Regions from separate parts of the Hordeum vulgare genome. Here region 2 is linked to region 1. The links are chromatin contacts, called in public Hi-C maps. All regions are on one chromosome and are shown on one strand. The core of a region is the stretch at or near the end of the contact, and the rest is flanking DNA. Distances in the headings are between cores, read along the strand shown. Region 1 has its middle 25 kb from the start of LOC123440038. Region 2 has its middle 52 kb from the start of LOC123440039.

What was found. A called contact is a pair of places that touch in the nucleus more often than the background predicts.
Region 2: a Hi-C map of leaf shows a contact between it and region 1, with 2.8 times the contacts expected there. The contact joins two enhancer-like sites. A contact is called at or near these places in 2 of 6 Hi-C or Micro-C datasets (leaf and seedling).

The regions. Positions count from the first base shown.
Region 1 is chr3H:397,258,925-397,265,803 of MorexV3_pseudomolecules_assembly, reverse strand. No RefSeq gene overlaps it. Among protein-coding and RNA genes, the nearest start is that of LOC123440038, 25 kb to the right of the region's middle. Within about 2 kb of position 3,298, at least 2 of the 3 cell types and tissues checked have open chromatin away from gene starts, as enhancers often do. A contact at or near this core is called in leaf, where this site is marked.
Region 2 is chr3H:397,317,050-397,323,528 of MorexV3_pseudomolecules_assembly, reverse strand. No RefSeq gene overlaps it. Among protein-coding and RNA genes, the nearest start is that of LOC123440039, 52 kb to the left of the region's middle. Within about 2 kb of position 2,933, at least 3 of the 3 cell types and tissues checked have open chromatin away from gene starts, as enhancers often do. A contact at or near this core is called in leaf, where this site is marked.

The DNA of each region.
Region 1 (6,879 bases), core at 2,049-4,548:
GAACAAGTACACGTGCCCTATTACAATTCTACTTTATCTTGCCTCCCAAGCTAGGAATACTTCTCGCGTCTCCCACCTTGTGGGCCTTAAGTCACCGTCTTCTGGTGTTGGGCCATGTGACGTCTTACTGGATAAGTCTTTTCTTCCTCCCTCTTGTCTTCTCCATGGTTTGACCCAGCCCAGTATGGCGGGTTATACCGTGGGGTTATATCTCGACAATCTACATCGTCAGAGGTCACCGCTCGCGCACCACGAGCAAGCGCTACACACCACTACCGATCACCGGGGCCTCATGTCCCAATGGCGGCGCCGAGCCCCCAAATCTGGCGCCCAATGAACCGGGAGATGCCGCAAGAATGTGTCATGCCACCGCAGTCGGCCTTGCGGGCTTCGCCTGGCCGCGTTCTCTGAAGTGACGTGGTGAGAGGTGGAGGTAGGAGGAGGAACATCACGGTGGTTTCAGGGTCGCGTTCGGGTCGCCTATGGCAGAGCGACGTCGGCATGATCCTCTTTCTCTTGAGAATTTTTTAGGCCATTGTACAGATCAAGAAGAGCTTCAATGACATCTTGGACTTAAGGGCATCTTCAACATTGACCCGCAGATTCCCTCCCGCATTCATCCACGGATGTGGGAGGCGGTCATCTAATGCTATCATGTATATGGCTGCCGAGTATTAAGCCTCCGCCTCCGCCTCCTTGTGTGTCGCCTCATGCTCGTCCTCCATGTTCATCACCAACAACTCATGTTTCTACCGCTGCAATATCTTGTAGTGAATGGCTTGCACAATCATCCTTGCATCAGCATTCAAATTCAACGACAAAATTTTGGCTTCCCCTGCATCGGTTGCGATCATCACCTTCTTATCTTTGATTATGACACTCTTGTCTTTGAGGGTAGCTTCTCCTCAGTCGCCTCCATCAATAGCTTGAACCTCTCTACCTTCTTTTCCTCCTTGATGTTCGAGCGCTTGATGTATGCCTCCTTCTTCTTGGACAAGATGTCCTTGAACCTCTTTGTCAACTTTACCGTCACACCTTCTCGCTTCGCCCTCTACTCGTCCCATTTCTTTCTATCAAACCCTCTTCTATCCTTCTTGGATTGTTCTATCGTTGGGTAAGCTGGTTCACCGGTTTTTTCCTCGGTGGCTTGGGCAGCGGTCTTGGTTATGTATACTTCCAATTCAGTTGCTCACTAAACTTCAACTAACAATGCATGACGGTGAAGTTTTTCTTCTCCAACTTCTTGAACATCGTACATGCACTAGAAGGCTACAACATAGAACATTGTCAACAAAACTATGCACATCCGGCTAGTAATCAAAAAATTATGCACACATCCGATAGGGATAAACAAAACTATGCACATTCGGCTAGTAATTAGCAAAACTATGCATATTCGGCTAGTGATCAACAAAACTATGCACATCTTGCTAGTGATCAACAAAACTATGCACACATCCGGCTAGTGATCAACAAAACGATGTACATCCGGCTAGTGATAAACAAAACTATGCACATCCGACTAGTAATCAACAAAACTATGCACATTCGGCAAGTGACCAATAAAACTATGCACATCTGACCAATAAAGTTACTTGCTCGATAATTTGTGCACCACTAGGCCACCGTACTATGAGGTGCGCCAAGCGGCCACAATACTTCGATACTGCCTCTTGGATGGTGTATGATCGATGGACGGAGTACTTCGGTTCACGGTTGCGGATGAGTGCGTCGGAGTAGGGAACAAAATGCTTATATTCATGGAACCATGTGTGAATGTTGGCCTAAACGGTGTGCTATTTTGCTCCGTGCCATGAATTAGATTAGGGCTAGTGGTCAACCATGCGTCGCACATGAGCTCATCCTCCCGCATGTTGAAGCTTTCTCTTCTACCCTTCTTCTTTGGATCGTCGGCAAAATCATCAGGATCATCTTCCTCGTCGTCCTTCTCCTCCTCCGCCTGTCCGGCAGCCCAATCCTACTTTTGTGAGCCCATGCCGGTCTGGGCGTAGCCCTGCTACGTGTGGGTGTAGTTGCCTGCCTGGGTAGGATCCGAGTCTTCCACCTGCCCGTACTCATAACTACCTCCTCCTCCACCTATGTCGTGGATTATGTCAAAAGTCTCCCTGTTCGTGTCGTCGTACGCCTTCACCCCCACTTTAGGGATAATAGCGAATAGCGTGAGGGAACTCATGTGCTCCTCGCCCACCGTCCACGCCCAGAAGAGCTGCGGCCAGGAACACTCCGGGAAGAGCAGCGATGGCGCGTTTGCGTCGACAATGTAAGGCACTTGCCCGACAGCGGTTGTTGTGGCTTGCCTACTGAGCTTCTTGGCAGCGTAGTAGTACGGAGCTTTGTAATGCTCTGACCATGACGAGGTATGGACCGTGGGCGTCACTATCAGGGCTCTCGGACCCGGTTCGCCACCTCCACCATGTTCGCGGCTAGCACGCCCACCGCCACACATGACATCAGCATGCGTGTCACCGGCCTTCCGCTTCTTGAACTTCTCCTCCTTTGCCGCCTTCGTTTTGACGCGGCGATTTTGCCGCATCGCCTAGTTGATCTTCTGCGTGAGAGTGATGTGGGGATCCTCATGCACCTCCACCACCACCTTCATCTCCGGCAGGTTGTTGTCCAATCGTATGCCTCAGTGACGGGGGCGAGGAAGAAAGTAGAAGAAAAGAGCGAGAATTTCTTGAAGAGCTACGTGATCGAAGAAGAGAGTTGAGGATTTAGGCGCAGAAACAGTGTGGGTCCTACAAAAGTACAGGCTCAGCCTTTTTTTGGATAGGTCATGCGTGTAAGAGACCGACGTGACTCGTATCCGGACTCTTGTAAAGCTCATATGTTTGATTTCGGTTTGCAAAAAAAAAAAAAAACATGATCCGAACTGTTCAACACATTGATACAAGTCTGCGATTGAATGACTTTCTAGGTCAGTATTGCACGATGCGTACGCATACAGGTGATTTGAGAGTTGGAGTTAGAGATGCCCTAAATCAGTATTGAAAACGGAGCTGTCGATAATCATCTCGGCCACTGACCTGTGAAGCTAACTTAGAGTCACAAGTTTACTAATTCAGTGTGCAAAATTGAGTAGTTGATATACAATAATACAAACCGCCCAAAGTCATTTAACAACAAAGGAAGCTAGCTAGGGTCACATGCATCGTTCGTCACTCGACGAGGGTACAAAATAACAGGTTAAATTGGTGGCGTGGAGCACTGGAGCGTACACAACTCGTAGCAAATTGTGAAGGCGAAAGCAGGCAGGCAGCGCTGTGCTAGGAGGAATCATGTTGTCCCATCTCATTGGCTACGCGTAGTTTAAGCGCTGATCAATCGATCCCTGCTGCCTATTACCTTGATGCCTCCCTCAAAGATAAAAAAACTGAATACCGAAAAGGAACCTAATTTCGTCCACCAAAGTTGCGGTAGGGGTCGTCTTTTCTGTTTTCTTTGTCTTGGTCGGCCCGTCTTTTTTGGCTACCCACATAGGACGAATGGGCACCTTTTCTTGTCTTGTTAGTGTCATGTATTTTTATCCATGAGAGGAGATAGCACGGCTTTGCTAAGTCAACTTGTCTCAAGTGGTGGTGCAACTGCAGCTTAGGCATGGTAGCATTTGTGCTGTGTTTAAAGAACACTAAGAGCATCTGCAGCCAGACATTAAATCAGAATCCTCAAACGTCCGTTGATGTTACACCAGACATGTCCGCACATAGTTATCGGTCACACCTCATATTCTTTATTATGCTTCCGAGTCCCTAATATTACATCTTCTAGATTCATATAAAATACGTAACAGAAAACTTACATACTATGCAAATTACATTAGTCTACACATCGTCCTCGTGTGAGATCTCTAATATCTCCATGCCGGGCGCTGCGTACACGGGTGCTTGGGAGGGCTCCGTCTCCTCTTCACTATGTGGGCAATCATCTCGTCGCGTCCACCTCCAGCTCCGCTTGAAGGATACAACGGTTTGCCTTTGTCTTCGACTGGATCGATTCGAGGATTGCATGCTGCTTCGCGTGCAGATCTGCGTCCCTCGCATCCTGCTCATCGAACTCCCCCTCTTCTTTCTTGAAATCCTCTTCCGGATCAATCACTTCTAGTGGTAGCGTCGCGGCGATCCGTGCTTCGCACCTTGCCAGGGTCTGTTCAAGGAGCTGCAGCCGGCACACCGGAATTAGATAGCTCACCCATTGTTGTGGTGGCATGGCTAGTTGATTGTGGTTGTGGAAGGCGAGTAGCCGGTTTTTGAAGAGTGAGGTAGGGAGGGAGAGAGGTGGATGGGCTTAGGCTGGCAGCGCGAAGGAGGAAGAGGTTGTGGCTAGGGTTAGGGACACCGGTCAGCTTAAATAGCTGACCTTTGGCCTCGTGTGGCGAGCTGGAGGGAGTGCCACGCGACGTTCCAACCCCACCAGAGGACAAGCCGTCAAACTGTTGGGTTTTTAGGCGATTCTGTGTGGGACCCGGCCATCGGTCGAACGTGGCGAACGCGTAGAGTCTCTCCATATTTGGTTGTATATGAGGGGTGTTGATCATCTCGAATGTTTGAGGTCCGTTTGAGGCGTCCGTATAAATCAGTATTTTTATTGGTGAGTAAGCGAGTCGTCCGCCCGAACGTTGGGGGCAGGTTAGGGATGCCCAGCTGTAGATGCTTGCATGGTAAGTAACCTAGTTTTTTTAGGAAAGTAATGGTCTTCATATCATTATCTTATTTTATTTTATTATTAGAACCGAGACATTTTCCGAGCCTTGAGAATGAGGTCTTTAAGTTTTGCATCTAATAGTTTTGTCATTATCTAATACACTATGTTCCCTTATTTTAAAGGTCTTACGGTCTTCAATTTAGAACTGGGTACTAGATTTTGACCGGACCAACAATTTCTCAAAAAGCTCTCTCATTCTATTCTTTTAATTCACCATGCTTTCTAATTTTAGAGCTATTCCATATGATTGAGGTATTCAATTTTGGACTTGGATCACATTTTAAACGGGTCAATTCAAATCAGTCGACAACAACTGGCCTATAAAACATATCATTATACTGCATCCTCTCATCATCTAGAAAAAAGAAATGCCAACATGTGACATTGTAGCATCAACATAGTATATGCAGCCACCTACATAGAAATTTTTCCCTTGTGAGTATGGGTTAATTAGCAGATAACCCAGAATGGCGCCGTAAAAGGCCTGTTAAAACACCGCATTATAAAATAAAAATAAAACACACTCCATCATCTTCCCAACTCACCAAACCAAATACTTTCTCAGTTTGAAAATATAAGGTGTATTTTTTTAAAAGCATGATTTTTTTTAACTTTGACTAATGTTAGAACCAAAAACATCGACGTATACAATACATAATAAATAAAATATGAAAAAAATCATGATGAATGTAATGATACTGATTTGATATTGTGTCTATTTATATAATCCTCTATAAATTTGGTCAAACTTAACGAGGTTTGACTTTTAAAAAACAAATGCACTTAATATTTTAAAATAAAGGGATTTTATTTATAAAAACCCGATAACACTAATGGCGCAGCAAAGCCCGCCCAACCCATCTAATAGCCATCAAAATTTGACATGTTTAGCCGTTCTCGTTCTTTTCTGGTTGTTACGGTTTCTAGTTCTTGTTTTTAAAGGTCCCGTCCTTGTTTAATTTCAAACGAGAGAAGTTCTTGTTCCTGTTGGAACATTGGATCTGGACCGCCCTACACTGTTAGCTAACTTTTTTAGTGAATCATGTTAGGGAGATACTATTTGACCCTTCAAGCGTCCTTACTAGTGTTTTTGCAAACCGGCGCATGAAGTAATTCCTTCTCGCGCTGTGTTTGCGGACGTCATGTTTATTTATTTATTTGTTTGTTTTCTTTTTCAAAATGCACAAAAAACACAACCGTGTGGCAGCTTGAACTGGTGACCTCCTTTTTGAAGTACCATGTAGTAACCACCCGGCACGAAACCTCGCGTGAATACCAACATCTTTTTTCTTTTTTTCTTGTTTCTACATCCCTTTTTATTTTTCCTTTTTTCTTGTTCCTGGTTCAATAAACTTTATTAAAATTAGTGATTTTGTTTCTTCAAATTGATTACCTCAAAGTTGATGAACTTATTTCAAGTTTGATGATTTTGTTTTACAAAATTCGATGAACTTTTCTCAAATTCGATGAAGTTTTCTCAAAATGATGATATTTTTTCAAGTTCGATGAACTATTTTTCAAAATCTATGAACTTTTTTTGAACTCAATGAACATTTTTCAAATTTGATGAACATTTTATAGTTTTGTTAAACTTTCTTTCAAATTAGTGATGTTTTTCAAGAATTCATGTAAATTTTTTAATTCATGTTTTTTAGATTTTTAGGTTTTTTTTGTTTTTGAAAAGTCAACATTGATAGGTATGCGGTTGACGTAGCAAGAGTGTCCAGTCAGCAGTCAAGCAAGCTGACCAAGGCAGCGGAAGCCAGGGCACGCGTGCTTTTGGGCTCGGTCCGAGAAGTGGTAGTGTGGGCACCGAAACACCTAGTTGGCGCTTAAAACGCTCACTAGGGGCTCCCACCATGTTAGCTATCTACAAAGTATGGGGTAGGTGCTAGAACGCCCGTACATCTGGGTCAACCCAACTAGCAGTCTGGATATTATGAATCCAAGAATAGGTGAATATCTAAAATAGTTTAGAAATATTCTTGGAAAATGTGTTGAAAATTAAACACATAATAAAAAAGCAGAACAGGAGAATATGCATAAAGATAAGGAAAAGCTAAAAGTCTGACGTCATATTTTTTAGGCATGTCAATGTGACGTTTTTCATGGAAATTTGTGTTGACAATATTTTCAAGCATGATAATTTTTTGGAGA
Region 2 (6,479 bases), core at 1,684-4,183, 58 kb before region 1:
TGGTAACAGACTAGCTCGTGGGTCATGGGCAGCGTCACCTGCGTGTTCACTAGCTCCATACGGGCGTGGGAGGATGAAGCCGTGGCGGTGCGGCCTTCGCTCTGCACGGAAGGGTGCGCGGACGAAGCTTGCTGCTCCTGGTCCGTAGGTACGGTGGTCGCGGCCTCAGCCCCTACGGAGTGACGGCGGACTCCAGGGCCTGTGGGTGTGGTCACAACGACCCGCACAGCATTGCGCTCGGCGTGCACACGGCGAGCGTGAGCCATGAGGCTGGTGAAGCTGGAGCGAAACCGGAGCAGAAGTGCGGCTGCGCACCCCTACCTGGCATGCAAAATGTCGGAATCGGGGCTCCGCGGACCCAAAGGAAGGTTCGAAGACTAGGGTGCTCTCGCTCTCCAACCCTGTTCAACCTCTCAACCTCAAGACGAGTCTACAGTGGCGCGAGCTAGGAAGACGAGCTGAAACACATGGCAGTTTACCATGGTTTGGGCCACCTTGTGGCGTAAAATCCTACTCCTGCTTGGATAGATTGCTCGAGGTGGAAGAATGGTACAAAGGTGGGTTATTGCCCTAACACAACACACCGGACCCCAGATCCCCCTCTACGGAGGTCGGGCCTCTCTTTTATATCGGCCTTGGTCCTCTTCCCACGAAAACACATCCGACGGGAAGGGCAGCCATAACGACGATTTTGAAAGGGCACAAGACTGTGGCTCGCCCTGACAAAGGCGGTCTTCGCCTGCAGAAGCTTCTCTTAGTGGCACGCCTGTGGGCACGGGCGTGACCTTCGTCCTGCCGAGACCCAGCCTTGGTCCTCTTGCACCCATTAGGAAACCTTTGATGGGTTGCCTCGGGAACCCGCAGCCGGCCTCGGTTCCCTTATCTCCAAATGGGAAAGCCTCTCTGTTTGTGCCTGCCGGCACCAGCCCTAGTGTCGCGTAGCGTGGCTCACGTCACCCACAAGGGGAGGTTGAACCCCGGCAAGTCGCCCTTGGCAGACCCGCCCCTCGGGAGGAGTGGCATTGGGAGGTGCTTTCCTCTCGCGAGCCTTGCGAGAAGCCTTCTCGGGAGAGGGCCCCGCGAGCGGTCCCTCACAAGGAGGGGACCTCATGAGTGCAGTATCCCCGGGCCTCGATAGGGAGCGCCCTTAGGCCTGCAACGCGCAACGGGCCCTGGACCGCAGGCAGGCAGGCTTGGTTACCCCCGGTTCTAGAGCCCCGACAACGAGGTCAGCAGAGCCAGGGGCACAAGCTAATAGGGCGCGACCACCCCCTCCCCTAGGCGCATCATTCGGGCTTGTGGGGACCCCGTGTGGCCGCCGTCCTTCTACCGAAGCTTCCATGCTTCTTTTTGTCCCGAAAAAATCATCAAAAAATTCCGTGATATTTGAACTCCGTTTGGTACTGTAAACTTGAAAAGCCAAAACATGCAGAAAATAGCAACTGGCATTTGGCACTAGGTTAATAGGTTAGTGCTTAAAAATAATATGAATCGATAAATAAATGCCCAAAACATATTCCAGAATGTTAATATTATAGCATGAAACAATAAAAAATTATAGATACATTGAAGAGTATCACAATCCTAGAGAGGGAGAGGAGAAATTTTGTTTAAGAAGCACTCTGTGCAACTACTCAAGTTTGTCATCATTGGTCGTCTTCCGTTCAAACCGGATGATGCTACTTGTTGTCGTCATCAACATCGTCAATAACACGTCGTCGGTAACACCATCATCACCAACATTTGCTTCAGCAGCAGCTACGAATACTAACGAATGGTACGTCCATCATGATTTATTCAAATCTGTTTTTGTAACTGTTGTTACATGTGCGATATTGATGTGTATGTTTTACTATTTATCAAGTATGCTAAATTGTTGCTTGCTACTCCCTCTATTTCAAAATAGGTGTCGTTGTTTTAGTATAAAATTTATACTCATTTAATACTAAATTTGTGTCACTTATTTAAAATAGAGGAAGTACTTTATATACTAGTTATGAATTATTTACTGGAATTAATTATGAATTTACCTAATATTCGAACATAACAAACTTTTCATTGATGGATTCATTCTGTCGCACCCAGATAACTATATATTTAAAGCCAAACTATATATTTAACTTCATTCTTATCTTTTAAGAACTCAAATTGTGCTAACTTGGTCTATGTTGGTTTTATTAATTTAAAGCGAGAGGCTCCATGTGCATGTTTTCTAAATAGGGAATCGTTTCCCACCCGCGCGTCGGTCGCCCCCTCGCGCGCGCGGACCATGCAACATTTTTCCCACCCGCGTGCTTCTCTGATTAGTGGATGCAACATTTTTCGTCTAAATTTGTTGCAACCAGCGTTATTTTTGCTGCAAGCATTTTTTACTACATTTTGTCCCAGTAAAATAGCTGCATATACGTTTGGTTGCAACTCCAGTTCGTCGGATTTTTCGTTTACAATCGATATTTTTTACTTTTGCTACAACCGGCATCATGTTTTGCTGCAACCGTTCATTAAAAAAGTTGCATACACGTCACGTAAATGTTTGTTACAACTGGCGTTTGAAGTTTGCTACCACGTACCATCAGTTTCTTTTTTTGCTACGATTACGTAGATATTTTTTTTCCTACAAATTTTGTTTTTTGTTGCAACCGTTGAAAAAAATAATGCATAGCATCGAAATTTTATTGCATAGGAAAAAAAATATTGCATGCGGATCCAACGGTGTGGACGACGCGGGGTTGGTGAATCCTACGGCTCGCGGGTGGCCGGCCGAAAGTTTGGGCCGGCGCGCCGGGGCAGATCAGTCTCCTTCTAAATAACACTAAAGTAACAGCAGTCCCATTATGTTGTATCAACGGCGGACGCTGCTTCGGTGTCTTAACTGCACGTTCCTTTGAGTCAGTGATGTGTGGGCCAGCCAGATGTTGGACCCACATGTCAGTGGCCCAAAGGCATGGTTGGCACTTGGAGATGAGCCATCACAAACTTTGCTCTATCTTCACATGACAGGAACTATGACCCGTGAGCCGTGACACGCTTGCATAGTTAATCATGTGACCCTTTGAATCATCCGCATATCCTTTTCCTCCTAGACGTCAGGACGAGAGGAGCCTCCCAATAATACACGATAGATTACAAGCCTCAGGTTAGGAGCTACTACTATATTCGGCCTTTTCTTGTATTCCCAATTCATGGATTGATGCGTTGTGGCTTGTGGGGTGGAGTCGAGACTCCCTTTTGCGCAAGGAAGGAGGCTAGCAGGAGCTAGCTCCTTGTTTATGGTCCACATTTTATTTTAATATTTCTGCTATAGAGACTCTCATCCAGAGATTTGTTGACCGGCATATAAATAGTGATTGCTTGGATACTCAATTATTTGATATTACACAGCCCAATAATTTGCCGAGCATTAATGTTCGATTCATCGACCTTGGCTTCGCCGTGATGCCAGAAAGTCATTCGGGGGTATTTGGCATTTGCGCATCATCTCTCATTTATCATGCACACGTCCCTTTCGGTCATGATTTTTTTTTTTGGAAAATGAGGTTAATCCCCCTGCCTCTATGTCAATTGATGCATGCAACCATCTTTATTAATTATTTCACAAAGGTCTAACAAAAACATACATCAATCCATCCAAAGCCACCACTCGCACCTACAAACTCGATAATGTGGAGTGCTCTCACTCCACATATCTAAAATTGATGTTGTCGCCAATTCACCCACATAACGTATCGAGAACAACGGCCGGTGCAGCTCATCTAAAATGCACACCTCACGCACACGTTTTAGATGTCGTCATCATCATCGGACCATTGACCCATCTTCAGGAAAGAGATCCGCATCATACTTGCCAGTCCAAACATCCGCCGACGCCACCCGCCCAACGGCGCCACCGCTCTGTGCTCATCCGTCCAGATGCGAAAACTCTAAAAGATCTGTCGTGTGTAGCACCTGCCGAACAGGCATGACACAGCGTAGCACCTGTCGGCCAAGCATGACTTGACAACTCCACCGAAATTCTGTGCAAGACGATGCCGCTCCACCTCCTGCCTCAGTTTGCCAGCGCTGCTCCACAAACGATGCTTCCAAGAGAGAAACGACACCGCAGTATCGCCATTGTCCGATCCGGAAGACCAGATCCTAGGGTTTCCCCCGAAACAGTGCCCACCACCAGCAACCGTCAAGGACCCACACAGTGCCCACCACCAGCAGCCGTCAAGGACCCAAACAGTGCCCACCACCACTCAACCCTTAAGGCGACGCCTTCAGGAAGGTCGCGGCGTCAAGGACGCTGCCGTCGCCCACCGGAGTTAGGGTTTTCACCCGAGAGGCAAGGAGTGGGAGGGAGGAGAGGAGCAGATGTAGAACGACGTCTCCAAGGAAAAAAATGACGCCCTTGAGCGTCATCGTCGGCGCTGACGGCTGGGCCAACCAAGGGGTTTCCCAATCCGAATCTCCTCCACCAGCTTCACCTGCAGTACAACCCGCAGAAAAGAGGCCCATAGATTAGGGCCGAAGGGCAGCGGCCAGATCTGACGCTGCCGACCGTCAGAGCAGCCACGCGATGCTAGCCTCATACGGCGACAAGGAAGGGAGGGAGCTCGCGCCCCCGAGCCACTGCCGCACAGATCCGCGGCCTCCAGCGCCAGATCACGCGTCCCCGAGTCATCGCGCTCCTCGGAGCCGCCAGATCCACGGCCTCCCTGACACGGGCTCGCTGTGCCGCCAAACTCGTGCCTCCACGCGCTCGAACACAACCCCAGCTCATGCGTGCACCGGCGCATGAGGGGCGTCCTGGATCCCATCGAGATGGACAACCCGTGTTGCCGGAGCTCCGACGGGAGGAGGGAGTGCCCCACCGCCGCCGAGCCGCGTGGGCTTTGCCCGGCGACCTCCGCCAGCGGCGGCAGGGGATAGGAACCGATCGATCTACGCTGGCGGTGGCTGGGTTTCGCCACCCGTGGCCGCCTGCGGGAGCGACCCGGGGGATTACCCCTTTCGGTCATGATGACGGCAACACCTAGCTGCCTCCTGAAACAAACATAAACCAGCAACTGGAATGAACTATATACAGCATTATTTGTTCAAGTTTTTGCGGATTGCCACCAACAAAGTAACCATTCGACACCAGATACTGACGTGTTCTGATCGCTGTCTAAAATAATGTGCGACGGTCAAATCAACATAAGCGAAGCAAAGATTGTGGCAAGGGTAGTTGAGGATGATGTGATCCAAAGGTATGCTTTTGTGAATCGGAAGGGGGAGCTCATGCATTCACTGTGGAGAATCTCGTGTGGAATTGGCCTGTGCGAAACCATAAGTTCAGTCAAATCTGAGTTTTGCGCTCCTCGAGTTTGTCTAATCTGGTAAACTTGTATCCAAAATCTTCCTCAAGATAATTCTTCCCAAAATCGCGCTGGACACACAGTGAATGTCCAGAGATTTGGACCCAAATCACCCGAGGAGTCAGAACCCGTAGCCTCCAAGAGAAGAGTCAGGTTAACGCATGCAGGTGCCAAACGACCCTTGATCTTTGGAGGAAAATGCTTATTTTTACCGAAAGAACAAGAGCTCCAAATTAAAGCACAAAACTGCATTGGACAAAAGGGCTTCTTGTCACGCAATACAAAATTGCATTGGACAAAAGGGTTTTTGTCACGCAATTTGTTATACATATGCAACCTGAACTCAAGATGGGGACGTGCACGGATGTAAAAGAATGAAAAGTTTATGATGACTAAGCAAGCATGCGCGGCGCAACATAAAAATTTCTGATGACTAAGCGATTATTTGGTTTGCGATTATTCAAGTTGGAAGCAGTTGCGTTGCGACCAATGGTGTCATGCGGTTAAAGATTGAAAACAACAGTTAACTTTGCAACGTCGTGATGCGAAGGCCACCCTACCGATTCAATTGGAAGAGTTCTTGTCTTGACTAATTAACTTATGTGTGGATAGAACAGCACTGCAGAAGGAGAGGATCCCTTCAGAAGTGAGATCCTATACGATGATACACCATTTAATAGTGAGTTTTTTTTTCTAAAGGAGGTTCAAACTTCTAGCCTATGCAACATTACGATGTACACAACCATTATTATTGAATATTAAGCATATTCAAAAATAAAGACAATCGCGATTGAACCCTTACAAAGAGACGAATAAAGCATCTATAACTAAATCGACTTCTTTCATACCAATGCCTTTAGAAAAGGGTACACGATCTGGTGCCACCGTTGTCATGTCTGGTTGATGGTTAGGACAAGGATTTTCATTTTGGTTGCCGAAACCAACATCAACAAAGCGACAATGTCTACGACAAAGTGACGGCATAAAATGGTCGCTATTGAGCCTGTCCGATAAGGATTAGATGGGAGGAATTCCAGCTTAGACTTTTTTCCAAATAGAAGGATAACTTTTGGCATGTGCATCCAATGAACACAATCATATATTATTAAGGATGTAAAATCCAGCAGGTGAACAACATCG